2 separate regions of the Hordeum vulgare genome follow, and region 2 is linked to region 1. The links are chromatin contacts, called in public Hi-C maps. All regions are on one chromosome and are shown on one strand. The core of a region is the stretch at or near the end of the contact, and the rest is flanking DNA. Distances in the headings are between cores, read along the strand shown. Region 1 holds the start of LOC123409943 (beta-glucuronosyltransferase GlcAT14A-like). Region 2 has its middle 160 kb from the start of LOC123410214.

Region 1 (6,748 bases), core at 1,844-4,343:
TCTCTATACTGAAGAAAAAAAATCACTCTGAACTCTGAAGACATCGGCGGAGCAAAATCTTAACACTGGACTTGATACTCTAAATTTAGTTCCCTTCAAGAAGATTTTGAATGCCTGGACAGAATTGTGTGGCACACTTGGAGAACTACAATGAAAGCTAATAAGCTATTCAGCCCACCACTGCTATCTTCATATTTTTCCCTTTTTTGACGTAAGAAATAAAGTGAACATTGATAAGAGATTATGTTGATGTAGCAACTGTTCGGTGTTCAATGATAAGAACATATAAATTAAAATGCGAGTTTCCAGAAATAGTACTAGGTACTACTAGTGATTAGTAGCATTAATTGATGCAACATCACATTAAAACTAGTTTACAACTTGGCACTAGAAGGCTGGTTGTAATGGGTAGTATCATATACTAGTATCATGCATATGATACTAGTGTATGATACCACATCCGTAATGCGTAGTATCATATGTTAGTATCATGGGGTAGTTCATTTATTACCATGCAAGACACATAGTAGCACAACATTTAATATGATATGGTATCATGATACGATACTCAACCCTCTCTTTCTTCATTTAATTCTATGCCACCTCATCGAAATTGCCTAGTTAGCATGCATGATACTACCTATGATACTCCCATTACGGGCAGCCTAAATGTTTTAAACGCTGAGCTAGTAAAACATAAGAACCCTATCATACAAGAGTTCATATCATGGCTCATGCTTACCAAAAAAGAGTTAGCCTTTTAACACAAAGATGTAAAATATAAGTGTTCCTTTTGCGTGCCTCTCAAGAAAATTCAACAAGCAATAGGATGAGCTCTCAGTAATAGTAGATCATAATTTCACAACGAAATAATAATTAAATGATAAATAACACTAGAATGTAAATGCACGGTAATTATCAGCAACTCAAGTGCGGAAAAACGAAGGACATGAACAACATAGCTGATATATTGCATTAGCCATCAGGGAGGAAACATTTACCAGTGAAGAGCTTGAACGCGGTCGGCACACTTCTTTTCTCTGTAATCCAGAAAACATCAGACTTCTGCAGGCTATATAGGCCTGGGTCGACGATCACAGGCTTTGCCCTCTGGTACCTACACAGAGACATTTAGCCACCGCACAACTTGTATGTGAACAAATAACAGCAAAATTCCATGCTTACTCCTTCCATCCGATGTCACTGGTATGCTCGATGAAGTTAAGCTCCCTTGGCAGGCCAGAGAGCACATACAACAGATCTGCAAATAATGCAAGAGAAGTCAGATAAACAGAGAGCTGTGCTATGTTAATCCTACATCAGTCCCTTATTCCTCAGAGACAAATCCTACTAATTAAATCCAAGTGGGATCATAGGCATGGCAACAAAGTTGGCACCGCAGCAGAAAGGAAGATGAGCACAGGGCAGATATCGGATTTGGAACGACCCACTTTATTCCCATGAACAATCCAGAACAAGCCAATACAGGAGTAGATCGACACGGGAAAGGTGAAGCAGGATTGGGTTCAGGAGAAGAGACCAGCAGAAGCATCCATATATCCATATAAAGAAAGAAACGCCCAAAGATGTGGTGGCTTCCCCCATATACCACCTAGAACGGACATAAGTGATCAAATCTAACCAAATCCCCAAACCAGTGGAAGCAACTGTGCATAAATTAACCTAGACATGGCACTTCAATTAATAAGCGTATAAAAATCGCGTCTTTTTCCCCCGAACTGCTGTTCGACATAACCACGGGCGTCCAGTTTGAAAATTGGAGCCCCGGTAGCCTCCAGTGAGCGCGACGTGGGTTTGATCTCGCCGAAATCGGCACGAGGGCGAGCAGAGATCGCGAAATTCGGATCGGAGGTGGTGTGTTAGTGCGATCCAATCGCAGAATTGAGGTGGGGGTTGCAGATCGCATCTGCCCGCGCTTACCGTCCTGCGAGACGAGGGGGTAGTCGGAGGCGGAGAGGTTGATGAACCAGTCCCAATCGCCGCCGTCGCGCAGGAGGATGGCGGCGGCGTGCAGCGTGTTGGCCACCATGGTCGGGCCCCGGTAGGTGACGAGGTTGGCGCGCGTGACGACCTTGACGTTGCGGAAGCGGGAGTAGACGGGGTCGGCGCGCACGGCGGCGGCCAGGTCGGCGCGCTCGGCGGCGGGCGCCTCGAGGTCGAGGTGCACGACGTAGCGGTTGGCCGGGTGGTAGAGCGCCCTGAGCGTCCGGCGCAGCGCGACCCCGTCCCCGGCGGAGCCGGACACGAGGTAGGCGATCCTGGGCACGGCGCGGTGCGGGCGGGCGTGCGCCTCCTGCTCCTGCTGCCGCAGCTTGGCCTCGACGAAGAGCGGTTCCGCGGAGGCCGCGGACGGGAGCGGGGAGAAGGAGAGGAGCAGCGCCCGGGACGAGGAGAAGAAGAGGGAGGCCGAGATGAGGAGCGACGAGAGCAGCACGGATGCGAGCAGCGGCGCCGCCCACCGCCTGTGGTGGTGCAGCGGCCCCGCCGATGCGCCCCCGCTCCCCGGCGACGGCGGCTTGGTCTCCATCATCGCACCCTCGCCGCCCCCTTGTCTCTCTCGGTCAATCTATGTTTATAGATATCTCTCTCCTCCTCCGGCCTGGCGTCCGGCGGGATCGCGCTCCGTCCGTGGGGGATCAGTCGCCGGGGCGCGCGGCGGCGGTGGTGCGGGATTAAATGTGGCCGGCGACGGTTGGTGTTGGTGTTGTGGCGTGTCGTGGGGGGTGGGGTGGGGTGGGGTGGTGCTGGTGGTGGTGAGACTACCGCTCGCTCGCTCCCTCCTCTCTCTCTTCCCTCTCTCCAGGGGCAGGGGCAGGGGTGGACGGGGCGCTGGCGGGTCACGAGACGAGGAGGGCGGAGGCAGGTCGCGCGGAATTAAGCGCAAAATCTACGGGGGAAACCGTGCAACCCTCCGGTTGGTGCGTGCGTCCCTGCTGACGGACGAGCTGAGCTGAGTCGAGTCGAGTCGGGTTGGCCAATGCGCACCGCCCGATGGAGGAAGTGGAGTGAGGAGCTGGGTTTGGAATTTCGGTGCCGAATCGGGGAGGGGAGATGCCTCTCATCTGGGATGAACTTTCGATGTTCGATTTGTTTGCACTCCATCCTTAGGCCAGCTTATATAGGAGTATTATTAAATAAAATACTACTGTATACGAGTACTACAGTCAGAGTGCATTTACACTTTTTTCTCCAACTCCAAAGGTGGTCGTGAGGATAAGTATGTGAATAAGAGCAAGTACAATAGAGCTGAGTCGGCTGACTATAAGGAATAAACTAATATATTTTTGTTTAGTTAGAGGAATGAGAAGAGAAGAGAGAAGGTAAGCAGGCTCTTAGCTCAGAGTCAGCTCTAGCACGTGCTCCTAAGCATTTTATGAGTATGAAAAGTGGACCATATAATAAAGAACTACTACACTTTTGCAATGAACTATTATACATGTTGGCTACAAGGTGAGCTATAGATGACATGGCAATGGCTTATAGCCAGCAGCTGGCTATACTATTGTACTTGCTCTAATCGAAACACCGACGTCAAGTGGAGTACAATTTAATGGTGGTAGTAATTGGGTGTTGTTGTTGTTTTTTTACACACAAACAGATGCAAGCGCTCATATAAATGCACATACGCTTATCCTTACGAACACATATAGGCATTCCTTATCCTATGAGCATCTTCAAGAAACTGGACCAATATGTCATCTTGAGATTTATAGAGTTACCGTCGGCGTTTTATTGTCGACAGAAACGTCTTTTCTTACTGAATGCGCATCTACGATAACCTTAAAATAAATTCAAAAATAATACGATCATCGTTTCTCTAATTATTCAATCATGGGTTGGTTTGTTGTTACTCTATCCTTCGAGGACAGTTATTTTAGACCAAACCTAGACAAAAATAGTAAGCATGCAATATAACGACGTAATTAATACTGGTATTATAATCAAACATAGCCAAAAAAATAAGCATGTAATATAATGACATAATTTAATACAGGTATTATAACCAAACATAGAGAAAAAGAAAAAACATATAGTAGAACGACATTATTTAATACCAGTATTATACTTTGGCAGCTATTGTAGATTATTTGGGAGTTGTTATTTTATTATGTTGGAATTTGATCTATATATAGATTAACCCAATAACATTTTCACAATTCCTAATAAATCATAAAGACTCACTCAACCTATTCATGCAAGGCAAGAGGTGAAACAAAAGTTTAGTTCCATACTGTGAATTTATTAGGAGTTGGAATTCTTTATAAGGAAGGTTGTCTCTCCACATGTATGAACATGAGAACAATAAAAACATATACGCGCGTTCCTCCTCCGTCATCCGCCTCGTCACGCCGAGGGTTGTTGGAATGAGCCGAGCCGTCTAAATTTTTGCCATGCATGACTGATATGTGAAAGGTTGCACGGAAGGTGAAAAGTTTTTGTTGTAGTAGGGGTTGAATACGAATGTTGCACCTTTCAGCTCCTAGTTGTTTGCTTCATCTCTCATCTTTTCGCTCTGTCTTTTGTCACAACCTATTCTATAAGAGAGGTCGCTCCTCTCCATAAGAAACACAAGACCAACAGCTTCCTCAGGCCATCTAGTTACAAAGCTCTGACCTACTGCTAGGTTCTTTCCCATTCCGGATTGCGGTATGCACCGCAGTATGGGACAATAGGCCTTCGAAATCCACCTCATTGAATCATGTACGGGAGAAGGGTGATAATGTTTTTGGGGAGCACTTTGCGCGGCTACTGACCTCTTCATCATGGACGCCACGAACACTGACAACTACTTCCCCAACGATGATTTCTTCCACGACGTCGACAACCTCTTCGACGACATGGGTGACAACTGTTGGGGAACGTTGCATGGAGAACAAAAAAAATCATACGATCACCCAAGATCTATCTATGGAGATGAACATCTATGAGAGGGGGTGCATCTACATATCCTTGTAGATCGCTAAGCGGAAGCATTGAGAAACGCGGTTGATGTAGGAAACCTTAACCATCTTTGACCAACGAGCTAGTACAACACAGGCTTACTAGGGGCATTGTGTTGTCTATGTATCCACATATGTATTTGAGTTTTCAATCAATACAATTATAGCATGGATAATAAACAATTATCATGAACAAGGAAATATAATAATAACCACTTTATTATTGCCTCTAGGGCATATTTCCAACAACAACAACGTCAACGCCAACGCCAATGCTAATACTACTTCCGCTGCTTAGTATGTGTTCGTGTCTTTACTGTTCGAGATCCTACGATAGTTTGTTGGTCTAGTATCTGTTCTAGATTTATTCTTTTCTAGCACGCGTGTTGAGATGATATTTGCCTCATATCTAATAGATTGGCTACCTAGTCTTGCTTCTGTTGTTATGGCCTACTTTCCTCAAGTTTGCATGACTAGTCTTGACTTTTATACAATGATCATGGTTTATCTACCATTTATTTATTTTAAATCATTCGGTAAATTGCTCATATTTCCAAAAAAAAATAAAAAACCTTATTATACGCAATTTACCCCGAGTGGTTTTGTTGCTTCCATGAGGCCTCCTATGTTTGAGGGTGTGCATTATAGGAGGTGGCGTGTGAGGGTCGTTCTATGTTTTCAAACCATGAGCTGTTATGATGCCACTATTGGCAAACCATAAGGAGTTCCTGATCCTCAGGAGGAACAATCTTTTCAGAAAACTATACCTTGTAAAAGGCTGCTCTCTCAAGTGTTCTTGGTGAGAGCATACTTGATGCTTATGCATCAATTGATAATGGCAAAGATACGTGGGACGCAGTCGAGGACAAGTTTGGGTTCTCGGATGCTGGCACTGAGTTGTATATAATGGAACAATGCTATGATTACACGATTACTAAGGACCACTCCATGGTTGAGCAAGCTCATGAGATACAATCATTTGCTAGAGAACTTGAGCACTTCAATTGGATGTTACTAGATAGGTTTGTTGTTGGAGCCATCATCACTAAGCTTCCTCCCTCCTCGAGGAACTTTGCCACCTCTCTGAAGAATAAGAGGCATGAGTTTTCCGTTTTGTATCTCATTTGTACTCTTGATGTGGAACAAAAGGCAAGAGAAAAATACATACGTGCTCGAGGTATTGAGGGAGGTTCTACTGCCAATATAATATAGAAGGAAAACTTCCAGCCCCACAAGTTCAAGAACAAGGGCAAGTTTGATGGTAAAGAAAAGTTTGATGGGAAGAACAAGGCTTCACAACACACCAACTTCAAGAAGAAGATGACAAAAAAAGGTGTTTGTCATGTGTGCGGAGATCTTGATCACTGGGCTCCTAGTTTCTCTAACCATTATGACAAGAGATAACATGGGAAAGGCGACAAGATTGCCAATGTAGTCATTGCTGACAATCAGATGAAGGATGCTGGGTACTGTATACTTCCCACTATTCTTTCAGTATGTCGTTCCCCTGATTGGTTGATTGACACAGGTGCTAATGTACATGTATGCGTTGATATTTCCATGTTTTCTTCTTATCAGACCGGAGGGACTACTTCCGTGCTAATGGGAAACGGTTCAAGTGCTTCTGGTCGCGTTGTTGGCACCGTCGATCTAAATTTCACTTCAAGGAAGATCGTGTAATTGAAGAACATGCATCATGTCCCCTCCGTCAATAAAAATCTTGTTAGCGGATCTCTTCTATGTAGAGATGGCTACATGCTTGTCTTCGAGCCCAACAAATTTGTAAT
Region 2 (6,748 bases), core at 2,389-4,888, 220 kb after region 1:
TTCCTGATCATGGACATTGGATGTCATTGTTAACGGGATCACATCATTAGGAGAATGATGCGATGGACAAGATCCGATCCTAAGCATAGCACTAGATCGTGTTGTTCGTATGCTAAAGCTTTTCTAATGTCAAGTATCTTTTCCTTAGACCGTGAAATTGTGCAACTCCCGGATACTGTAGGAGTGCTTTGGGTGTATCAAACGTCACAACGTAACTGGGTGACTATAAAGGTGCACTACGGGTATCTCCGAAAGTGTCTACTGGGTTGGTACGAATCGAGAACGGGATTTGTCACTTTGTGTGAATAATAGGTATCTCTGGGCCCACTCGGTAGAACATCATTGTAATGAGCTCAGTGTGACTAAGGAGTTAACCACGGGATGATGTGCTACGGAACGAGTAAATAGACTTGCCGGTAACGATATTGGACAAGGTATGGGGATACCGACGATCGAATCTCGCGCAAAGTATCATATCGATAGACAAAGGGAACTGCATACGGGATTAAGTGAATCCTTGACATCATGGTTCATCCGATGAGATCATCGTGGAACATGTGGGAACCAATATGGATATCCAGACCCCGTTGTTGGTTATTGACCGGAGAGTGTCTCGGTCATGTGTGCATGCTTCCCGAACCCGTAGGGTCTACACAATTAAGGTTCGATGACGCTAGGGTTATATGGGAATAGTGTACGAGGTCACCGAAGGTTGTTCGGAGTCCCGGATGAGATCTCGGATGTCGCGAGGAGCTCTGGAATGGTCCGGAGGTGAAGACTGATATATAGGATGATGGGTTGTGGACACTGAAAATGTTTCGGGCGTCATTGGTAATGTATCGTGACCATCGGAAGGGTTTCGGGGGTCCACCGGGAGTGTCCATCAGCCCCAAAGGGTGACATGGGCTAGAAGGTGGAAGGGAACCAGCCCAGAGTGGGCTCGTGCGCCTCCCAGCAAGGCCCAAGGCGCTGGTTGAGAGGGAAGGGGGAAGCCACAACCCCTCCTCCCTTCCTGGCCGCCAGCACCAACCCTAGATGGGGGCTGCCGCCCACCTTGGGGTTGGGAACCCTAAAGGGGCGCCCCCTCCCTCTCCCCCTATATATAGTGGAGGGTTTGGCCTTTGGAGAACACACAGAAATCGTTTCTTCCCTCTCCACGCAGCCGAGTTCTTCCTCCTCTTCCGCGCAGCTTGGGGAAGCTCCGCCGGAATCCCTCGTAGCTCCACCGCCACCATGCCGTCGCGCTGCCGGAGCTCTCCCTCAACCTCTCCCTCCTCCTTGCTGGATCAAGGTGCGGGAGACGTCGCCGGGCTGTACGTGTGTTGAACACGGAGGTGCCGTGGTTCGGCACGTAGATCGGAATCACACCGCGATCTGAATCGCTGCGAGTACGACTCCATCGACCGTGTTCCAGTAACGCTTCCGCTTAGCGATCTTCAAAGGTATGAAGATGCTCTACCCCATTACTCGTTGCTCGTTTCTCCATAGATAGACCCTTGTTTGGCATAGGAAATTCTTTGAAATTATGACATTCCCCAACACTCCATGCCATGGATCGGATCGAGGCTAGTGGCCAACCATACATCACACAAAAGCTCGTCCTCCCGCATGTTGAAGCTCTCTCCTCTACCCTTCTTCTCTGGATCACCGGTTGTACCATCCGGATCATCGTCCTTGCTATCACCATCCTCCTCCTTTTCCTTCTCCTCTTGTCGTTGTCCGACTGTCCAATGTTGTTGTTGTTGTGTGCCCACGCCAGTCTTGGTGTATGATTGTTGTGTGTCCGTCTCGGTGTACGGATGTTGCATCGGGTAGTTGCCGGACTAGGTGGGATTTTGTGTCTTCCACAAATATGTCCTCACAGCCATATCCTCCTCCCTCGCCCACATCATGGATGACGTCGAGTATCTCACTGGTCGTCATACGCCAGGTCTCTCGCTCTAGGCATTGCAGGAATAGTGTGTGGGCACCCGCATGCTCCGCGCCCGTCGTCTGAGACTGGACAAGCTGCAACGAAGAACACTCGGAGAAGAGCGGAGCATGTTTACGTCGACACTGTAAGGCACCTTCCTTGTGGCGGTTCCGAGTTGCTTGGCGGCGTAGTAGCACGGAGGTTTGTAATGCTCCGGCCAATGTGACGTATGTACTATGGGCATGCCGGTCTTTGCATCGCGGCCTCCATCGAGACGTCCGCTACGTCCAACATCAACACGCCCACCAACGGCCATCAACTTCTTGAGCTTCTCCGCTTTTGCGACTTTTGCTTTGACACGACGAGTTTGCCGTGTAGCAGAGCCGGTCTTCTAGGCGAGCACGATGCTCAGATTCTCCGGCACCTCCACTACCTCCATCTTCGACAAGTTCTCCTTCGGTTCCATGCATCAGCGGAGGAAGGAAGGAGAGGGTGGTGGAAGGGCGTGAATTGGGTGGAGAGTGGCGGGGAATGGAAGAAGGGAGTGGGGATTTTGGCATGGAAACAATATGGATTGCTACAAAAGCATGGGCTCGGCCTTCCTTTTGGTTGGGCCCCCCCGGGGGGGGGGGGGTCAGAGTGTGACGTTTATCCTGTCTAAACTACCGCAAAGCCGCCCCCACCCCCGCCAGCATTTGTCTCTAATTTGCTGTAAAAAGCACGTCCCGACCGCTCGGTGAACCGATACTTACCCACCTTGGATGCCTTTCGTGATACGGACGGTTTGAGGGTCGACGTTGGAGTTGCCCTTATTACATTATCATAAATGTAGTACCCAAAAGTTAGCGGACAACGCTGTTCACTCAGAACTTCTAAAAATCTAAAAATTCAGCGTCATCTATTTTGGAAGTGAGTATGATCTTTTTTAAACCACTAGATTATCTCCAGGTTAAGTGGGACAATGTGGTCGTCGTTCTGCGGAAGGAAGTGATGCAAGGACATGTACAATGGTGCTATTTTAGGAGGTAGTATAGAATAAACGTTGAGGTTGAGAAAAGAAAAATCATAAAAAAATGTGTCTTTGTTTATTTAAGAGATGATCTCTTAACATAATACGTTTCACCACATTTTAAGAAATAACTAGTTATTAAAAGTAAGCCTAAGAAATAACCTGTTGTAAACATGTTTTTATTGTCATCTTTAAATTACATGCAAAGCTTTAAATAAAATTATTTTATTAATCATTGTACACGTCCTTATCTTATTTGTTTATCGTGCTATCTTAACAATGTCTATAGGATAAATAACTAGATAAACTGAAGAGGAACAAAGAAAAGAAACGCTTTGACTTACCTTATTTAAGAGATGATCTTCTAGCAACTAATCTCTCATAATATTTTATGAAGCTAGAAAAAATTAAGAGACTAACCATTTACAACATTTTTTCTGTGATTTCTAAGTTACACGACATAATTAAAATATTGTTTTATCAACCATTATACATATCATAAAACATCTATTCAGAGTAAATTATTTCCCATGACAGTGGTTGTAAGAAATGATGAAGTGCTCCATTTGTATATTTTATATCATACTAGGTGACAGTTCGGCAGCATCGTGAGCAATCTTCAAATCATTCGAGAAATATCGTGCTGGGCGAGTCCAGTGTGTGTCCTAAGCGTCCAGTCACTCATCGCCTCGGCCTGCAGCCTCAGATGTGGACGCGCCTGCGCGCGGTACCACATGTAGGCCAGACACGTAGCCGCTATCTAGTCACGATCGGCTGCCCAGTTTGTTATCGCGTCATTGCACAATAATCCGCTACTTTTTTGCCGTTAAAATGTGTAACGCACGGCAGGAGCCTTGTCCAGCCATGTTGCTTTCATACAGCCGAAGATCTCCAACCTGAAAATAATATTCAGATTGTATAAGTGCACATGTTATGCATCATGTGGAACAACAGCAACATAACACATGCAAATTCGATTTGTTTTGCGAACTTGAATGATTAGAAGGACAATTGTCATGGTATTTTCACGGCAGATGCCAGAGAATGACTTGGATCGTGGTTTAGGACCGACGGGCGTCGGCGGTGTCTGGGAACAGATGAAGGCGCGGGATACATGACACAGATCTAGCCAGGTTCAGAGCCCTCCGATGGAGGTAAAACCCCTAATCCTGCCGGAGCGATTATAGGTGGTCACAGTACAGGATGCTCCTTGAGCTGTTTGTGAGGAGGAAGATGGAGCTCTCGCTACCAACCTTGTTGCGTGTGTAGTGTGTAATATGGTGTACGTCAAGTGCTCGCTTGCCCACCACTCTGTGTAGGGTTGGAGTTCGGCTTTGTAGTGTAGCCGGGTGGTTACAATATTGGGGAAAAAGAGGGGTGGGCCCCAGCCGCCAGCCTCTCAGGCTGGCCGTGGGGCCCGCCGGTTGTCGGGTCTTGTCTAGCACAAGCCTGTCGGCCGCGCACCACTATGATCAGCGTGCTCCCTCGTCATGGAGTAGGTAGATGCACGCTTTCTACAGGGACGACTCACCCAGTCAGCCTCAGCCGTGACCGCGGTCCTGTAGCCTCGCTCGCTCGCATGATGAGGCCGTGTAGCCACACGGAGCTTGTCAATGCGTCATGTAGCCGCGCACGCCCCTCGTCGGGGTCTAGTTTTGTCACCGTACGCTGGTACGGGTGGATGGGAAGGGCGTTGACCCGTCGGCTGTCGTTGGGGCGAGCCGGACGTGCCGGCTATCACTAGCCGGCCAACAGTGTGGCGGCCGGATAGGCCGCCTGTCGTGAGCCGGACTAGGGGGCAAGCCGGCCCAAAATCCCCGTCTATCTGGGAGTTGGGTTTCCTCCGCTTTGGTGTACCCACGGGCCATATCCCCGTCAGTAGCCCCCAAAGCCGTTGGGGTCCAGAGGCCTCCGAACGAGGGGGGCCAGCGGCTTCTCCTCACAGATAGATGGCGTTGAAGTCGATGTGTCCCTCGGGGGCCGGTGGGCGGAACATTGAGCACGAGCGGCCGACACGGACGACCGGCTGGCGCCCCGGCTCCTGGGGTCTCGCGACGTCACTTCGGGTACGATGTCGACTGATACGCGCCACGTGTGGCCTATTTGAGGGGGACGGGCCCACCACCACTCGCGTGATGGGACGCTGCTGTAGGCCTAGCCCGCTAGGCCTCGACCCGTGAGTGGGATCTTCAGCGGGCGCGGGTCGTCGTTTGGGGTTCTGTGCGCAATTAATGCGCACGCATGTCTCGAGTTAGTGGGGGGTGTAGGCATAACTGATCACACGCCCCCACTTCTTCCTGGCCTTTATAAGGGGAGGATGAAGAGAGGACGAGGCCGCATGCACTCTTCTCCCACTCCTCATCTCCCACCTTGCGCCATCGTTCGAGCACGGGGGTGTCCTTCGCCGCCGTCTCCCTTCCTCCTCACGCCCGCAACGCTCACTGCCGCCCCTCCTTCCTTCACGCACCTTCAGCACTTCCTCACGGTCGACCCGCTGGGTGGACGTGTCTCCATCTGCTTCTTTGTCGCGCCACCTCGACAAATATGGAGATGGCAGCGTCGGTCGCCGGTTCGTGGGAGGGCTCGCTGATCACCAACAAGCACATCGACTACCTCCGACGGACGTGCAAGACCCCGTCGGTGGAGCGGGTGGAGACTCGTGCATCAGGGAGCGAGCGTGTGTCGGCACCTGATACATCTCCAACGTATCTATAATTTATGAAGTATTCATGCCATGTTTACAATAATTCTATATGATTTTGGTATGCTTTTATTAGAACTAACCCAGACGGACGTTGTTTTCAGCAGAGCTACCATGGTGTTGTTTTTGTGTAGAAATAAAAGTTTTCGTCATGGGCTGAAAATTTATGGAGAATATTTTTGGAAAATATGAAAAATAATGGAGCAAAAAGATACCGGAGAGGAGTCCCGAGGCATCCACAAGCCACGAAGGCGTGCCCCCCTAGGGCGCGCCCCTGGCTTGTGGGCCCCTCGAGCACTCCCTTGACGTGATTCCAACGCCAAATATTCTTATAAATACAGAAACCCCTGAAAAGAAACCTAGATCGAGAGTTCCGCCGCCGCAAGCTTCCAGAGCCACGAAAACCAATCTTGGCCCTCTCCGGCACCCTGCTGGAGGGGGTCACCATCACCAGAGACCATGGAGGAGGAAGACGGAGGGGCCATCATCACCATGGAGGCCAAGGATCAGAGGGAGAACCTGTCCCCACCTTGGCGGAGACCATGGAGGAGGAGACACAAGGGGGAGACCCTCTCCCCCTCTTTCCCGATGGTGCCGGAGTGCCACCGGGGAACCATCGCCGCGGTGATCGTCTTCATCAACATCACTTTCTTCATCACCATCCTCATCTTCTTTTAGCGGTCCACTCTCCCGCACCCCGCTGTAATCCCCTACTTGAACATGGTGATTTATGCCATATATTATGATCCAATGATGTATTGCCATCCTATGATGTTTTGAGTAGATTCCCTTTGTCTTATGGGTTGATTGATGATCTAGATTGGTTTGAGTTGCATGCTCTATTATTGGTGATATCCTATGGTGCTCTCCGTGTCACGCAAGCGTGAGTGATTCCCACTGTAGGGTGTTGCAATACATTCATTCACTTATAGTGGTTTGCTTGAGTGACAGAAGCATAAACCTGAGTAGGTGGGTTGATGCGTATGGGATAAAGGGGATTTGATGCTTTAATGCTATGGTTGGGTTTTACCTTAATGATCTTTAGTAGTTGCAGATGCTTGCTAGAGTTCCAATCATAAGTGCATATGATCCAAGTAGATAAATTAAGTTAGCTTATGCCTCTCCC

The links. A called contact is a pair of places that touch in the nucleus more often than the background predicts.
Region 2: a contact with region 1 is called in a Hi-C map of leaf, with 2.7 times the contacts expected there. The contact joins the enhancer-like site here to the promoter of LOC123409943 in region 1. A contact is called at or near these places in 2 of 6 Hi-C or Micro-C datasets (leaf and seedling) and 1 of 1 datasets of contacts at active chromatin or transcription factors (embryo).

The regions. Positions count from the first base shown.
Region 1 is chr7H:487,917,509-487,924,256 of MorexV3_pseudomolecules_assembly, forward strand. LOC123409943 (beta-glucuronosyltransferase GlcAT14A-like) reads right to left here and starts at 3,094. Exons shown (of 4, transcript XM_045102812.1): 1 at 1,942-3,094; 2 at 1,186-1,261; 3 at 1,002-1,117. The coding sequence starts at 2,551.
Region 2 is chr7H:488,133,348-488,140,095 of MorexV3_pseudomolecules_assembly, forward strand. No RefSeq gene overlaps it. Among protein-coding and RNA genes, the nearest start is that of LOC123410214, 160 kb to the right of the region's middle. Within about 2 kb of position 3,639, at least 3 of the 3 cell types and tissues checked have open chromatin away from gene starts, as enhancers often do. A contact at or near this core is called in leaf and seedling, where this site is marked.